Linked DNA regions of Gossypium hirsutum: region 2 is linked to region 1. Evidence: chromatin contacts called from public Hi-C data. All regions are on one chromosome and are shown on one strand. The core of a region is the stretch at or near the end of the contact, and the rest is flanking DNA. Distances in the headings are between cores, read along the strand shown.

Evidence for each region. A called contact is a pair of places that touch in the nucleus more often than the background predicts.
Region 2: a contact with region 1 is called in a Hi-C map of leaf, with 1.8 times the contacts expected there. The contact joins the enhancer-like site here to the promoter of LOC107945938 in region 1. A contact is called at or near these places in 2 of 34 Hi-C or Micro-C datasets (both in leaf).

What each region holds. Positions count from the first base shown.
Region 1 is chrD12:42,271,515-42,274,214 of Gossypium_hirsutum_v2.1, reverse strand. LOC107945938 (protein LATE ELONGATED HYPOCOTYL) reads left to right here and starts at 1,345. Exons shown (of 10, transcript XM_041106785.1): 1 at 1,345-1,717; 2 at 2,004-2,029; 3 at 2,288-2,479; 4 at 2,606-2,700. The coding sequence starts at 2,441.
Region 2 is chrD12:42,437,110-42,439,809 of Gossypium_hirsutum_v2.1, reverse strand. No RefSeq gene overlaps it. Among protein-coding and RNA genes, the nearest start is that of LOC107945935, 4.7 kb to the right of the region's middle. Within about 2 kb of position 1,314, at least 3 of the 9 cell types and tissues checked have an H3K27ac peak or open chromatin away from gene starts, as enhancers often do. A contact at or near this core is called in leaf, where this site is marked.

The DNA of each region.
Region 1 (2,700 bases), core at 96-2,595:
AATATATATCAAATTTTTAAAATTACAAAAAAGTACTATTTGAATACAAAATACTCACCATTTATTTATTAATCAAACATTTATAATATAAAATAAAAAAATAAAAAAATTAAAAGTATAACTTCTAAATTTAAATCATGGAAAATTATTTTAAAAATTAGAATTGCATTGATATTAACTTCAAACATTTAAAATTGAATAGAAGATTATTGCATGTACAAGTTTTATATGTGCAATTTGTTTTTTTTTTAATAGTTCTTTTGTATATGCTAACAATTCTAAAATGCAACAAGATTAAAGATCTCAAAAGATAATTTTATGATATGAGAAAATGTTAACAAAATATAAAAAAATAGAAATTGTTTTGTAAACAAAATTATAAAATATGTGTAGCATTTAATCTCATGTTGTTAGTTAAAAGAGGGAAAAATATCATATTGTTTAAGAACAAGCTACAAACCTATTCATTAGTCTATATATACACATATCTCATATCCCACATTGCTTAAGAAAACAAGGGAAATGAGACTTTGAGTTTATATAAGGATTTGCTTTGTAAGTTTTATTTCCATATTAATTGGTGACACTTTTAAAAAAAATGATGTTGTCACTTTAAGCCTTTATTCTCGTAAATTTTTAAAAAAATTTGGTATATTTTTATAATATTTAAAAAAATGATATTTTTTGAAAATTTAATTTGAGAACGAGCAAAAGCGCGTCCACATTAGTGCGTTTTTGTTGACACGGGGAAAGCGTGTCCCCTTAAAATGTTTCCACGTAAGCACGTTTTGGGTTTTTTAGCCCATTCCGATAAATAAAATTTAAAGTGACCCATTCCGGTAAATTTTATCTTATATATTAAAAAATATATATAAACAACTTTAGTCTTATAAAACCCAAATCTAAATTTTGATTATCATACTTTTATTCTTATAGCTTGAACCGATAACCCAAGCTGCTATTCTTATCACATAAGGAAAGAAAAAGAGAAAAAGAAAGAACGAAAAAGGGAGCAATGCATAGGAATGTGATGCAATCTTAAAATCATCACCGTAGATCCTGGCTAATATGGTCGCAAACCCGGTGGCTTTTGACTCCGCAGCAGCCCCTGAACCGCCACGTACTGACCACCTGTGCCACGAATCGCCAAAACGTTGACGTCGGGCACCACGTGGCAAAGCTAGAGTCAATTTTACGGATTTAACCCCAAAGAGCATAGCAACTTGTGGCTGAAATTCGAAGACGAAGGTAGGAATTAGGAGCTATTGGCCAAAGGGCAAAAAGAAAAACTAAAAAATTAAGGGAAAAAGCGCAAGGGTGGGCTTTAGTTGAATCAGCCACTAAATTACTGCCGCTTGGCAACATCTAATGCATCTCTATGTTCTGTACATACCGTTCACTCTTTTCCAGCCTCAAATTAAACTCCCCCAAAATTTTTTTATTTTCAAAAATTTTCCAGAAAAATAAATCCACATGAAATTATAGTGGCTGAGATTTCTCGTAGTCTTTTTTGTGTTTTAATTCTCACAAAAAGAAGAGCTTGTTTTCACTTCTTTTGCTTTGCTTTCTTCAAGTTCTGCTTTTCCAATTTCTGTAGATTCCGATGTTTTTTTCATTGCCGGAAACTATGAATTTTCCGACTGGTTTCCGGTGAACTCATTTTTTCATGCGTGATCGTTGTTTCCAGTGTTCTCATCCTCCATGGCTATTTCTCGAGGTATTTTCAGTTTGCACTTCATTTCTAGGGCTTTGTTTGCTCTCCGTTTGGTTGCTTAAAATGATCGTTTTCGCTCTGCTCAGCTGAGTTTTAAAAAAATTAAGTTGTTTATACGAAGTTGAGTAGAGAGACAAAAAGGAAAACGATTGAATTCTTTTGTTTTTTTTTCTTGGTAACCAAACAGAAGGTAAAGAATTATTGTTATTGGTTGTTACTAATACGAGAAAGTAGGAGTGTGTTATTGATTACTAATTAACACTTCTTTTTTTTTGTCATTTCTCGAAAGGTATTGGTGTCTACGGGTTCGTTTTGGTGAGGATTCTGAATAAAGGAATTTTGTTTTAATTTAATTGGAAGAAGCCGTCTCTTCTCTCTGTTACGGTGGATACTTAAATTTTTTATTTCTATTTTAATTCTCTGGATAGTTAGCTTTCACCTGAAGTTTACTATATGTTAATTAAACTAGTAAAAATTTATTAAATGATGAGGCAGTAATATTAGTTGGAGTAGTAATAGAAAACAGAGACGGATCTCTATCGATTGTTGTCGTTGGCTTTTGTGTTTTTGCAGTAGTAAATAGCAGTCATCAGGTTTTGTGGAGTTCAAAAACGGCTTTACTATTTGTAGTATTGAATGTCCAAAGAAATGAAAGGAGGTTTGTGTTTTACCCGTTGCTCGTTAGAGAGGATTTGAAGCAGCGGTAGCGCTGCCCAGGTCCTGTCAATGGACACATACTCTTCTGGGGAAGAACTCGTTATTAAGGTATTAATTATCAAAATAAATTGAGTATTTTTATTTTTTGCTTTTAAGGTTTGCTTGTTAGACTTGTAAAAAATGGAGGTTTTGTTGTTATTATTTGGACCATTGAACTTTTATGTTGAATGATAGACTAGGAAGCCTTATACTATTACCAAACAACGTGAAAGATGGACTGAGGAGGAGCATAATAGGTTCCTAGAGGCTTTGAAGCTCTATGGACGAGC
Region 2 (2,700 bases), core at 65-2,564, 170 kb before region 1:
GTAACAGACTCCCGGACCTATTGTCTCAAATCTCGCAGACCTAAAATTTATTTTTAATGGTGAATCGATCACACCTTAATAAAATATCAGTGGCGACTCCCCATTTTTATTTTTAATAAGTCGATAAAAAATTTTGATTTTTCAAATAAGTGGTTTCGAGACTCACAATTATTACTCAACGGTGATTAAATGGTTAAAATTTCCCTATATTTTTTTAAAAACTCTAGCTTGAACGGCAGCCATGGATTTCAGATTATTCTCCGGCACGACTTCATCGCCGGAAAGCTCGAATATATGCTCAAGTTCCATTTCTTCATTTCGAAGCTCACAAATGATTGATCAGGGCTTCACGACATAGTGGCTTGTTTCTTAACAACAAAATAGATCCTCATTTCAGTAAAGACCTAGAAATGTTTGTTGATAAAAATGAAAATGTGTGTTCGGTTTCTTGTTTTTCGGGTGGTCAAACTCTGCGTCCTGTGAAGCCTTGGTCGAGGGAGGAAGGGTATGTTGGGGAATCAAGAGAAGATTGGAGGCAAAACGGGGATAACAAATTGGAAGCGGTGGAAATGGTGGAAGAGGAGAAAGGGAAGAAAGGATCAAGTGCTTTGGATACCACCAAACATCTCTGGGCTAGTATTGTTGCTGCTATGGTTTCAAGATTTTACTTTTTGATTGTTGGAAAAAATGGGCATGAAGACAATGATGGGTGATTTGTTCATGTCTTGGTCTTAACTTTTGTTTCAGATGGAACATTAAATAACAAAACTTTGATGGTGAATTTTCACTGTTTTAAGACTTCCAATTTTTCATGACTGGGAAAAGAAACTAAACCAGCCCCGTCGACAGCCCATCGTCCGACATCTCTGACAGTTTTTCTAAAGAACAAGATCGATTCCTCCCTCCCCGCCAATGCAAAAATATTCAAAGAAAAATAGATTTAAATATGGGCTTGATTTCAAAATCTAGTTTAAAAATGATTTTGGGCTTCAGATTCAAAATAGAAAACTTGGACCACCTCTAATTGGGCCTAAATGAAATGGAAGACCAGGCTTCGAAATTAGTTTGACTATCAAAAAAATTTTGAAAACTGATTTTGGGTTTAAGAATTGATAACCCTAATGGGACCCAAATTAAACAAAAACCCAATTTTATATTCTTTTTATGCATAAAATTTCGACACCAAAACCAGGTTCAACTAAAATTCAATCGATGGTTCCAAAGTTGATTTGTCTCGTGACTAGGCTCGGGCCACTGTTTATCCAAAATATAGTTCTCTGTAGAGTCGTAAGACAATGTATGAGGGTTGACACATGCTGGAAGGTCAAGAAAGTTGGTGACTTGATGATAGGGTAGTCGGTGAATGTCGGTCTTAACTATAGCGGTCTTAAGGTAGCGAAATTCCTTGTCGGATAAATTCTGATCTGCACGAAAGGCGTAACCATTTGGGAAGATTTAGAAATTTAGTCTAATCCCAAAAATTAAATATTGGGCATTAACATTATTACTAATGCAGAAATATGTGAGTTTGAGTGCGTTGAAATAAATTATCTTATTATTTAAGAGTTGGGGTGGGAATATAATTAATTTTAGGCATCATGTAAAAAAAACATATATGCTCACTCCTCTCTTACACCCTCGAATTAAAATGAAAAAAATTATAATTTTAAGCTTCCAAAATATAAAATAAAAAATTTTCCCTTTTAAACTAGACAGTGAAAACCAGAAAAGAAAGAACACAGTTTAATTAATTTTTATACTTTTCTTCATCAACTTTGTAGCTTGCACATGTGGTTTCTTTATCATTATCATCAATTATGCCTATTAAACCTATGTATTGCTCTCTTTATAGGGATTTCAATTTTCAATGCCTTCTTTTTCTTTATGAGTGTAGTTTAGGAATCTTTGTGATTGAAACTAATGAATCTTTTTTTTAACAATAATTTCACCCATCTAGTAATAAAATTAAATATTATATCTTTAATCCTTTTTATATATAAAACCTTTCCAACATCTATGGCTTTAATCTTTCATTTTTATATAATGGTACTACTAGCTACACTACACTATTATACACTAGGCACTAACTTTTCCCATGTTATCAAAGCATCATGGAACCATCAAATATATATGCACACACATTGGGGAAAACTGGGTTTCCTAGGAAGCATCTCACTGTGCATCACTGTGAGGGAATTCAAGAAGTGCTTAAAGGGGTGTCTTCCCAAGTATATATATATATACACATGTTACAGTGGCAAAAGTACATACGATTGCAATGTGATCATCTCAACAATGGCAACCACACAAAAGGCTTTATTTGAGCTTGCCACATACACTCGTAAGTTGAATATATATTTTATCTTGGTTTTATGATTCATAAAGATTATAATCTTTTTGAGATTCGTCACTGTCCCTTTTAATAATATCATTTCGTATTTTAAATTTGAATTTTTTTCTTAAAAGTATAATATAACTTACCATTATACTCAATGTTTGTATCACAGTATTAGCATAATAAACTATATGCTGAACCAGCATAAAATGAATATCCATCATAAGGGTTCTCCAGCTTTCCCCTTTCTCTAGGCCAATGACATCTATTATATATATATCCCTTAAATATGGTAAACAACAACAGAAGAACATTTTTCGCAGAATTATCCTACAAGAAAAATGTTAGCTTCTCCAAAATATAAA